Regions from separate parts of the Canis lupus genome. Here region 1 is linked to region 2. The links are chromatin contacts, called in public Hi-C maps. All regions are on one chromosome and are shown on one strand. The core of a region is the stretch at or near the end of the contact, and the rest is flanking DNA. Distances in the headings are between cores, read along the strand shown. Region 1 holds the start of PARD3B (partitioning defective 3 homolog B). Region 2 has its middle 190 kb from the start of PARD3B.

What was found. A called contact is a pair of places that touch in the nucleus more often than the background predicts.
Region 1: a Hi-C map of skin fibroblasts shows a contact between it and region 2, with 2.2 times the contacts expected there. The contact joins the promoter of PARD3B here to the enhancer-like site in region 2. A contact is called at or near these places in 2 of 9 Hi-C or Micro-C datasets (amygdala and skin fibroblasts).

The regions. Positions count from the first base shown.
Region 1 is chr37:13,109,381-13,115,523 of UU_Cfam_GSD_1.0, reverse strand. PARD3B (partitioning defective 3 homolog B) reads right to left here and starts at 4,481. Exons shown (of 22, transcript XM_038585495.1): 1 at 4,274-4,481. The coding sequence starts at 4,393. It overlaps LOC111094336 (a long non-coding RNA gene), which reads left to right and starts at 4,207. Exons shown (of 3, transcript XR_005385263.1): 1 at 4,207-4,403; 2 at 5,407-5,516; 3 at 5,600-5,949.
Region 2 is chr37:12,919,809-12,925,833 of UU_Cfam_GSD_1.0, reverse strand. No RefSeq gene overlaps it. Among named protein-coding and RNA genes, the nearest start is that of PARD3B, 190 kb to the left of the region's middle. Within about 2 kb of position 3,768, at least 3 of the 20 cell types and tissues checked have an H3K27ac peak or open chromatin away from gene starts, as enhancers often do.

The DNA of each region.
Region 1 (6,143 bases), core at 3,232-5,731, 190 kb before region 2:
CTGCAAATAAGACATCAAAACCTGAGAAGTTCAAGAATTTAAGGACTTCCAGCCCATTTCTCCAGGTTAAGCTCATACAATAATAGCACACCAGATTCTTGTTACTGTATGAGTTTTAGATGCTGATCCCAGAATTTATCAGAAAATGGAATTATTACTCTTATCTCGCTCAGATTTGGGAAGCTGGTCTCAACAGTAAAACAAATTATTCAAAATATCTGAACACAGAAAAGATTCATTTTGGCAAGTCTATCAAATGTTCCTTCAAAATAAAAAAAGGTATTCTCATACAGTCAAATCCACAAATCTGTTTAAAATTCCAGCATATTCACTATCCCATTAACTCAATATTCTTATTATCTCATCCATTTTGACTCCTGAACATACTATATACATTCTTATTATTAAACAAGTCTTTCCCTTATTCGCTTTGACTTCTCCTAGTGTGTGTCTGCATGTGACGTGTGTATATATATATTTATTTACATATATATAAATGAACGTTCAATTTAATAAACTTTGAGCACCTGCTGTGCGAATTCACTCATGGTAAGAGGGACAATTGCTAATGACAGGTTGGTCTGGAGAAGTCTAAACCACAGTATCTGCCATCAAAAGAGTTTAAAATCAAAGGAGTTCAGTGATACCAAATGATTTAGGTAGTTGATTAGTAGGTCTCAGCCCTCGCTAGGCATTAAAATCACGTTTTAAAATCACCTATGTCCAGGCTCCGCTCCAAACTCACTGAATTAGAATCCTGGAGAAAAGGATGTAGGCATTTGTATTATTTAAAATGTTAAATGATAAATTAGAGGTAACTAATGAGCAGCCAGGGTTTAGAGTTCTCGCAGGATATGGCTCAATTACCATTCACCTGTGACACGTAATTTTGATGATAAATTTAACTAGTTATCCAATCATCACCACCTTGAGTGCTTAAGAAGACAATCTCCTCTCCACTAACTACTTAAGTAAATTGGATTTAGAGCTTGGGACACTGATAAACTACCAGGATCCAAAGGCAAGCAACCCCATAATTCTTGCCCCATAGTCAATTTACCTTCCCAGTAAAGTTCATTGAATGTCGTGGAGGGAAAGGCAGCAGGAAACTCAAAGTCCCAGATTTCAGAAAATAATTAAAGCCTTCCCAAAAGTTCCCTAGGTGTCCTCAGTATCTTACCTACTTCTGGCCTTATCTGATGCTGATTCAGCTGGTTCCTCGCATTCCCTAAATACCAGTCTTATTTGTTTCCTCTCAGCAGAAGGTGGATACTTACTTCCCTGATGCTGTCCCCAAAATCCAGAATGGCTCCTTGCGCTTCACTTACCCTCCAAACTATAGATACCTCAACTCTATCTTTGATTTTGAAATCTGCCTTTCTCTCATCTAAATTATTCAAGGCCCCAAAAGAAATGGGCTTAGTTTATATTCATGTTCCTGGCATATTTACTTCCTTATAGCACTCTCTACCTGAATACCTAAGAGATTTTACCCATTTTTCTATTTGTAATCAGACTGAGGAATGTTCTTCATGCTTGGTTTGCAAATCCTGCAATATTAGGCTCAGAATTTAGACTTCTCCCCATTACATGTAGGCCTATACTGTATAAGATATAATCAAGAGGAACCTGTGCAGGTCACAAGTCTCTGCAAGAAACAAAATGGCCATCTTTAGGTTGATAGGTTACTACAGCAGCTTGTAAATGGGATGGCCTTTGTAAAACAAACTAAAAAATAAATAAGATGGATAAATTCCAATGCATAATAAACTACCGGGCTGTGCACAGCGACTCTGAGTAAGGATCCAGAGACTCGGTTCCTGGGTTCAATTCTACCACATGTCACTCATATTCCTGTCTCTTTCTGCCCCCATCTGTAAAAAGAAACTATCATTACCTGCTTCACGAGGCCATTTAACTTACGTAAAGGTCCTACAACACTGTCTGCAGAGAGTAAGCACAACTCATGTTATCGTTATGTTTTTATTACTGAGTGTGGGGCTAAAAACCTTGCTGTCCAGGCGAGCAAGCTTTTTAAATCTCTTTCACTGATTTAAAGAAAGTGAACTGACGACAAGTTGTTTTTCAAATTGAATTTTGACATTTCTGGTCTTTTCTCATTATTTTCTATATTCAATGAATGAAAGCATGGAATTTGACAGATTATTTCTTGACATTTTAGTTCCATTAGGAATACCATTTAATATTAGTTAAGCCTTGTTATGATCACAATACTATTTAAATGAAACTATGGGAGAGAGAGATTTGGGGAAGAAAAAATATCACTTGCCACTTATTAAATTGAGATTTTAAAAGCCAAAGAAGGGAGGGAGGATTTATAAACTGCAGGTGACCTTTAAATGTCACATTCACTAACATAGAAATGTAAACATAGAAAAATGTAATATCTGGTAATAACAGTAAACTGATCAATACAATTACATTACAGGTTCTGTGATATTATAAATTATGCTTTCGGTACAGGATATCAATAGCTTTTTAACACTTTTTAAGATCAAATTATAACACACTGAATTTCATCTAGTCCTCTGTTATTTATAAGTATGTAGCTTACTTCTATTATTGGACAGCTCCATGTTCTAAGCTTCTAAATACACAAGATGTTAGAGTATAAATTATTTGTACCATTGAACTAGTAAAAAAGTAAACTGATCTCATTAAGATGATCCTTCAATGACATGTAATAATTTGTCTAGAATAATGTTATTATTAACCTTAGCTTACTTCCAAAAGTTAGGGAAACACAGTTCCAAGAACTAGATACTTGTGCAAATCTCAGTTCCTAACTGAATTACACAATACCAGACAGCATACACTATTGTAACAGTGGGGGGGGGGGGGGGGGGAATGGGGTACTCATGCAGTGTTACAGGCCATTTCTACAGTTCTCAAAGCAGGAGAACAAATACTAAGAGAGTCACTGATCTCAAATGCAAGAGTTTATGACTTGTCATTTTTGAAGAGGATTTGGGGTAGACTGTTCTATTTGAAGATTCAAAAAAGAAAAAGGTGCTTTTCAATGCCTTCATTTAAAGATTCCAATCAAGAAGACACAGAATCCCAGTATGATACCCAAACACCTATCATGAACTCCAGTGTCTAGCTAAGTCTTCTGAAGACGCACTGCACACCTAAAAGTAATAGTCACTTAACTTTTACTTGTTTCTGATTTCAGGGACAGAGCTGGGAACCATCTACTCAGTAGTCACGCAGGGCCTGACACAGCACGCTCGCTAGTAAATACTTAATAGAACTAAAGATACTCAAAACGTAGACGGGTTAGTGGTGGCAAACAGCATCCTTCCACCGAAGTTCCTGTTCCAGTCACTGAGGGCGAACAGCTCCCAAGAGTTCAATCCCAAAGGCCCCAACAGTTGTAACTTCCAAGGGTCTGCGACTGGCACCAACCAACCTTGTAACTCCGAGGGACAGAAGTGGAGCGGGCCTTCGCCCTGGTCAAAAATCACACCTGGAGGGGGATCCCCGGGTGGCTCAGCGGTTGAGCTCCTGCCTTGGGCCCAGGGCGTGATCCTGGAGTCCCGGGATTGAGTCCCGCATGGGGCTCCCGGGATTGAGTCCCGCATGGGGCTCCCTGCATGGACCCTGCTTCTCCCTCTGCCTGTGTCTCTGCCCCCCCCCCACTCTGTGTGTCTCTCATGAATAAATAAATAAAATATTTAAAAAAGAAATCACACCTGGAGGGGGATCCCCTGGTGGCTCAGCGGTTGAGCCCCTGCCTTGGGCCCAGGGCGTGATCCTGGAGACTCAGGATCGAGTCCCGCATGGGGCTGTCTGCATGGAGCCTGCTTCTCCCTCTGCCTCTCTCTGTCTCTCTCTCTGTATGTCTCTCATAAATAAATAAAATCTTAAAAAAAAAAAAATCACAGCTGGAGCAAGCAGCACCTGCAAACACTCGCCTGAGAGAAGCGCTCTCTGGAACACCTTCCAAAGCAGCGCTTCTCGAACTTCACTCCTCATTCCAAGCACCGGGGAGCTTGTTTCGCCCCAGATTCAGAGGCAGGGGGCGTGGATGGGGCGCCGGGTCGAGCATCCGCAGCGAGGCCCCCCAGCGACCGCCCTGCGGCCTTTGCTGCCGCCACCCTGAGAGGCAAGGCCCTCCCCACCCGCCCAAAGACCTCCTCCAGGTCACCGGCGTTGCCGCACAGGTAGCGAAGTTGCGCGCACAGGTAGCGGCCGACGCCGTCCCGGGCGGGGCCCCCCGGCAGGTGCCTCGCCCCCCGCCCGCGCTCACCTGCTCCCGGGTCTTCAGGTACCGCTGCAGCGCCTGCTGCGTGAGCTCCCGGACGCGCAGCTGGCCCTCCTTGCAGGGCACCACGATGCCCGTCCTGCCGAAGCACACAGTCACCTTCATGCTGGGACAGGTGTGCGCCCCCGGGCACAGCGCCGACCGCGGGGGCTCCGGGCCGCGCCCCCTCCGCCCGCGGCTGACGGCGAGCGGGGACCCGGGGGGGGGGCTCGTCCCGGGCAGCGGGTGCCCCGGGGGGGGGGGGCAGGCACCGCGGCCCCTCCCCCTCCTCCCCCTCCTCCTCCTCCGCGGGCTCCGGCTCCCGCTCGGCCCGGCCCGGCGACCCGCGGCTCCGAGCTGCGGGCCGGGCTGTGGCCGTGCCCCGGGCGTGCCCCGGTCGTGCCCGGTCGTGCCCCGGGCGTGCCCCGGCCCTGCCCCGGCCCTGCCCCGGCGGCGGCGGCCCCAGGCCCCAGGCCCCAGGCCCCAGGCCCCGGGCTGCAGCGGGCGGCGGCGGCGGCGGCGCGCGCGGGGCCGGAGTTGGGAGGAAACTTTTGCGCCGGATCAACTCGGCGGCGGCGCGAGCGCGCTGGGCCCCCGCGGCCCCGGGGCTGGCCTGAGCCCGCTCTTAAAGGGGCCGCGGCGCTCCCGGGCCTGCAGCCCCCGGGAGCCTCGGCCCCTCCTCCCTCGAGCGCTGCCCCGGCCCGGGCCCTCCCGCACAGCCGCCGAGCCCTGGGGACCTGTAACGGGACCTGAGAGCCACCCGCCCGGGAACTGAAACCGGATCTCCTGAAGCACCCTGGAGGGTGCTCCCTCCTCGAGCTGGGAGGCTGCGGAGCTGCACCGACCGGGGGGGGGGGGGGGGGGGGGGGAGGACTGGAGCGAGACGCGAGCAGAGTCCGGAGCAGGTGCCTGGCGCCACGCCCACCCCCGCCCCCCTCCCCCTCCCCCTCCCCCTCCCCCTCCCGGGGAGTGGCGGCTTACAGGTGCTGAGCTGCAGGTTGGCCCGAGGGCCTGCCAGGAGCCTTGTCTGCGGCAGAACACCGACTCTGTCCTCTGGCAAAGCCCAAGGGTTCTGGGGGATAAACGTGGTGCTGCAGCCAACCCTTCATATCACAGAGGAGGAAACTCTTGCCCCAAAGGTCACATCCCAGACCCAGAAATGATGCATATGCTTCCATGTATCCTTCTGAAATGGGCCTCCTGTTGTGCATCTGGCTACAAAGACCATTTTAAACACGCTGAGGCTCAGGTGAGTGTTCACCACCAATTAAAATAGGTGTATCTGAAAAAAAAAAAAAAAACTCAACAAAAAAATATTTGTGTCATTCTCAGCTCGCGTAACAACGAGCTCCTTTGAGCCTGACAACGACCCTGGGAGGTAAATGTGTTTCCCATTTTGTGCATGAAGAATGTGCTAAGGGAGGTTAAGGAACTGAGCTAACCAGGAAGTTAGTTACCCTAAGAGAATCTCCCTTCTTCCCATGCTGAATCTCTGGTCTCCCCAAGCTGGTTTTCTAGCAATCTACTTCGTCCAACAAGATCCTCAGGGCCACACCATGTGTTTCTCTATAAAAGAATTTGTTCCTGGGGCGCCTGGGTGGTGCAGCCTCTTAAGCACCTGACTCTCGGTTTCTGCTCAGGTCATGAATCTCAGGGTCCTGGGATCCAACCCCATGTTGGGCTCCCCACTCAGTGAGGAGTCTGCTTAAGATTTTCTCTCTCTTCCTCTGCCCCTTCCTCTCTCTCCTCTCTCTCTCAAATAAATAAATCTTTAAAAAAATAATTTGTTCCTTTATCAAGACACTTTTAAATTGAACTTGAATTGCCTAGGATGGTACAATAATGTACAAGAGATTAAATGAATGGGCTTGTGAAT
Region 2 (6,025 bases), core at 2,519-5,018:
TTGCCATCCCCCAGATTTCTGCTGCGTCACCTGGTTTTTCTCTACTGCGCAATGTTTTCAGGCCACCTGTAGTCTGCTCTACCTAAAGAACAACTTCATAAGTGAATTTTGTTTCTCAGACTCCTGAATCTGCTGCCGTGCGATGACCTCAGTGGCCATAAAATGTGGGCCTCGCTTGGGAAACGTGTGCACACACTGCCCCCTAGGGGATCTACTCTGTCATGACCCTCAAAACCAAGAAAAAAAAAACCCCAAATCTGTTGGGGGGCGGGGGTGTGTGTGTAGTCAGAGCTGAGGAAAAAGGGCTGAATCCTTGACTGTGACAGTCTGTAACGCTTTGAAATTACTGCCGGTCACTCTAGGTGTTAAATAACAAATAGGGCCCTGCATTCGTCAAGCAGAATTTGCTATGGATGACCCGGGTGTTAGGAAGGAAGGCCTCGACTCCGGTGACAGCCCAGAATGACAACCGACGTCTGGAATGAAACCTTAACTCTCCTGTATTTAGTGACAGGAAAATGATCCATCTATATCCCATGCGAGGTAAACCCAAATTTTAAGCTGTTAGAACAATAGGATGAAGTTAGTAAACAACTGTTGAGAGGCTCCAGGGCTCCAGGCCCTCCTGGTCCTCACTGACCAAGAGAGGGGAAGATCTCTGCTCTCACAGAGCTGAAATCCAAATTACTCTCCGCGAGCACCCACTCTGTCTCCCTCTGTGTCCTGTGGCTCCGGTGAGCTTTCCTGGGTTCCGGGGAGACACTGGCCTGTGTCGGAATGAAAGACAAGGTCCGTGTGGCCTGGTCACTCCAGACGTGGCTCACAGACAGCCCTGTTCTGTCCTATGACCTCTTAGGGATTTTTTTTTTTCCTTTTTCTTTCTTTCCTTTGTCTTTGTCTTTTTTTTTTTTTTTTTTTTCCTGGTTCCTTGCAGGATTTTGTTGTTTGTTTTGAGAGACATATAGAATTATGTTTTGTGGAGGGAGCTACAACACATCCTGGTGTCCGATCCTTTTCTGAGCCCTGTCCCGGAGGGCAGAGAAGGCCTAAGGAGGACAGACAAGGCCTATGGAGGGCAGACAAGGCCTACGGAGGGCAGACAAGGCCTACGAGTCTCCTCAGAGCCAGGAAGCTTTTATTGGGAGGTGCTCAGGAGAACCAAACTGGCTCCCAGTTGCAGGAGGCTCCCCAAAGTCAACAATGGCTTCAGTTCAAAGGTTGCATGTGAACCCACCAATTCAGGGACTACCTCTTCGCCTTAGGCTGTCATCACTGTCCTCATTCATGGCTCACTTGGTTTCCAACGCGGCCTCCCGAGAGTTCCTAATTCCTTTCCCGTTGCCACTCTGAAGACACAGGGCCAGGGCCCTCCGCTGTTGGCGGCCCTGGAGATGGCTGGAGCCCATCTGCCTGCAAAGCTGCAGGGACCCCCGAGCCCTTCCCTGAGCCTGCGGGACAGCACAAGCCAAGGGCCTGAGGCCTGAGGGCACAGCCCGGCCCCATGCATTTCACCTCCCCCCGGATGCTCTTGCCTGCCCTGCTGCTTCCCTTCTTTCTGGCGCTTGGGACTGAGAGCTGTCAGTGACGCCCCACGTCCTCAGGTGTCAGCTCATGAATTGAGAGCCCTTCCCGGCCAGCAGGCACCCAGGATCGCTGCACCCCGCGTCCTGCAGAACCCGCAGCAGCACAGGGGAGCCGCGCAGCCAACCAATCCGGGGGGGGGGGAGCACCGTTCATTCCTGGTTTTCATCCTTCTTCAGAACAAACCCCGTTTTGCAGCTGAGAGACAGAGGCTTGCCGAGCTGAAGTCCTCTGCTCTGCCCAGAACGTAGTGGAAACAGAGTTCACACCTGGGAGCCCAACTTCAAAGGCTTCACCCAGCACTCTGCTGCTAGGCGCCCCGGGAGTGGGGGTCCTCAGACCACACTTTCCTGCCTCCTTGTTTGGGAAGAACAGCTAACGACTCCGTTCAGTCACTGGGAAACCTTCCCCTAGTGTAGGAGGCAAGGACTGAATCAAAAATTATGTCTCGTTTCCCCCATCCCTCTCCCTTGGACTGGGGTTCAGTCATTTCTCCCCCAAGTCTGCCTCTGGATCAGCACAGCCCTCCAGGAGCCTCCTTCTCCCCTCCCACAAGGCAAATGATGACATTAGCCGTGACTTCTTAGCTTGAGGAAGAATCTGTAGCAAACGGAGCCCCAGGAACCAGCAGCAGCAACAGCGCCACCTTCACCAAGTACTCTAAGTGCCTGTCACTGGTTTCCTAACAAATGGCTTCATTGGGACTCTCTCTCCTCCAGGTCAGCCACTGCATGTCCACTCCAGGCTGCTAAGGGCCACGCTCCTGCACTCTCTTTCCTGCTCTGGAAAATGACACTGAAACCATAATGAGTCTGGAGGAAGTCAACCAGACAGGAAATGAAGCCACTTGGGTGCTGGTGCTTGGGGAAGAGTTTTGGAAGACCGCTCGTCCCTTGGGGAGGCGCCTGTTGATGCAAGTGGGGCCAGCCATTCTTTGCTCTCTTGCTGTTGGGAAAGGCAGGTGCACACTGATTTCCAAATGAGCTTCAAGCAAAGAGGACAGGTAGGGGGGGACACCGGGAGGCCACTCTGACAAGGGCTGGCGGTGATGTAAGATGAGCTTTGGTCAGGATTTCCTGGGGCAAGAGCAGGGCTGTCCGACTGTATTTTTAGATGGTCTTGATATTTTTAGTGAAAGTCCCAGAGCATCTCCATTTTGGGGGGCTAGGGGTGGGGGGAGGGATGATTTCCTGCGGTTAGTCATTTCCTCTCTGCTGGTGAAGAGATTGAGCCATGCTCCTCTGTCACAGGAAGTGCCCGGTGATGGTAAACACTGCTGACATAATGGGAATGCACACTGCTGGTGTGTCAGTGTACACACACGCCTTCCTGGCCCCTGGGCCAGGTGAGTGGAGGCTGCTTCCTGTTTTCAGCTCTAGGAGGAACTTTCAACCTCTGAGAGCTGCTCTGGAGAATCAATCACAAGGCCTGCTGGGAGAAGCAGCCAGGACCAGACACCAGAAAGTGATTTGGTGGCAAGAATTGTTGGATGTGCCCCCGCAGCTCGCAGGACTGCTTAGTCATGGCGCGTTCTATGAGGCGTAGAGGAAACCCAAGTGGGGCTGAGTCCAATATCATAAAGCCATCCTGGTCTGAAGCTTGCTTATGAGCCAGAGATGACCTTAGCGCCTGGGTCGCCTCCACTCCTGACTTCCCTCAGTGGGTCCTACCGATTTCACCTCTGAGATTTCTGAATCTGGTTCCTCCACTCTACCTCTGGGATGTCAAAGACGGCATCAGACCTCCTAGAGATTAGTCAAGTCACCCGCTCTTCCACGCGGTCCCCCCTCCGTGTGGCTGGTAGATGTAGCATGGGGAAACGCGTGGCAGCTTTGTCACCATTCCCCTGCTGCCATGTCCATAGTAGACAAGGCTAATCGGTCATGGCACTTTCACTGCTGAGCCCAGACATGGGTGATCGCACAGTCTTTCTTAACGTTGTCCTTCAAGCTCTCATGACCCATCAATTGGAACTGGCATTTGACGTAAAGTCAATTTGCCACCTTGGTGCTTGTGTTATCTTCCTAAAAACGAAATCCGATGGTGTCTCTTCCCTAATGTGAGACTTTTTCTGTCTCCCTAGTGCCTTCCAAACGAATTTGGACTCCCTGGCACGGTGCACAGGGCCTTCCACGGCCTCCCCTCTCCCTAGTTGCAGAGTTTCAGCTTCTTGCCTCCCCTCCCTTGACTTCTGGCCCCAAACATGGACCCCAGGAAACTTCTTATTCTTTTCCAAATATGCTCTGCTTTTACATGGCTCTTGGCCTTCCACAGGGTGTTCTTGCTTTCTATATTTTCATTTGTCCTTTCTCCATTTTGCAAACTCTTACTTGTTTTTTCAAATCCTCAATATTCCTCTCCTGATATGTCTCCACGATTCCACTCAGCAAAGCCAGTGGCCCCTCTTCTGTGTTCTCCTAGGCTTCTGTTTTTACTTCTACTAAAGCATTTGTTATTCTATCATTTGGTATATATGTTATAATATGTTGTGATTATTATAATAATTACATTTATTGTAATTATGATCAGATATTTGCTTGTTTATTTGATACATTTCCTGGCTACCTTCTCTGGGTTGTGTTAGTAATAGGTAAATTAACACAGAGAATAGATGTTTAATGAACTCTTTTGCAATGAGCGAATAAATGATATTTATTTCATTGCTAATCTATGCTGCCTTTAGCCATTTATTTATTTATTTATTTATTTATTTATTTATTTATTTATTTATGAGCGAGCACAAGGAGGGGAAGTGGCAGAGGAGGAAGGAAGAACAGGGATCAAGGATCAATCCCAGGACCCTGGGATCATGACCTGAACTGAGGGCAGATGCTTAGCAGATCGAGCCACCCAGACACTGTAGCCCTTTTATCTTTAGAGTAACTTCCTCTGAATTCCAGAAGCCCATGAGCAGGACTTCAATCTTTCCCTAAGTCCTATAGAAACTATGAAAATAAGTATTTTCAAGACTTACATTTACAAATTTCAACCCAGATACAGAATTTTACCTGAATGTATATATGATTACATAATGTCAGTCATACCCTTTTTTCACCTTTTTTTGCTTGAATTCCTTCCCCACTCCATCTTATAATTGGCACCTCTAGGTTGACCTACCCAGTTTACTTGAGGTTGGCCCTGGCTTAGCAGTGAAAACCCCCCATCCTGGAAAAGCCCGGAGTCGCAGGCAAACCAGGGTGGATGGTTACTCTCCTTCATCATACTTCTATGTTTCCTTCCTAAGTAAGCAATGTTGTAAATGTGTGTTCTTCTGTATTTTTCTCGCTATAATATAGTACTCTTATAGTTGCCATTGTTGTTTTATAAAATGAGGTTATAGTCTACATTCTATTAGATTCTGTATTATTATATTACCTTATATTATGTCAGATACTTTTCTTTAACTCGTCCACTAACAAAACTATGTAAAAAAATTAAGTCAACTGATACAGCTCTGGGTCATTCTCCTTACTACTCTATGCTGTGACTATTCCATAATATTTTGGGTGTTTGCTTACTGATGGGCATTTATGTTGTTTCCAGGTTGTTGTCTTTTTTTTTTTTTTTTGAATAGTGATGATACACACACACACACACACACACACGTATCTTCATGTATTGGTGCTTTTATTTTTATGAGATAAATAACTTTCAACAGCAGAATTGCTGAGTTGAATAGTAAATGTAATTTCAATTTTTATAATTATTGCTAAATTGCTTTCCTAAATAGCTATAACACTCCACATTTCTGTCATGGTATGTAAGAACACCCTTTCCATCACATCCCCACCAGTCCACCATCACTTGGTGTGATAATTCTTACTAATTTGTCTGTCTGATGGTTATAAAATGGCATCTCATTGTTACTTTAATTTGCATTTCCCTGACTACTAGTGATTTTGAGCATTTAGAAAATGCATTTGGCCATTTCAATGTGCTGATCTTCAGTGATTTGTCTATTTGTATCTTTTACCTACATTTCTGTGGGATTAACTTATTGACAATATTAAGAGGATTTGGTATGTTGCAGATACCATCTCTTTTAAAATCTGTTAGTTACGTTTTCCCAGCTCTGATATTTGCCTGTGATTTTATTTATTGGATCTTCTGCAATACAAATACTCTGGATATTTTATATATTTAAATGTGCCAATCTTTTCTTACCTAGCTTCTAAATTCCTAGTCTTGGCTTGACAGTTCTCCTCAACCTGTAGATTACATGTGTGGTACATTTCACTGACTTGAAATACTTTTTTTTTTTTTTACATTTATTTATTTATTTATTTTTATTTATTTATTAAGATTTTATTTATTTATTCATGAGATAAGAAGCTTTTGCACAGCAAAGGATACAGTCAACAAAACTAAAAGATAACGTACAGAATGGGAGAAGATATTTGTAAATGACGTATCAGATAAAGGGCTAGTTTCCAAGTTCTATAAA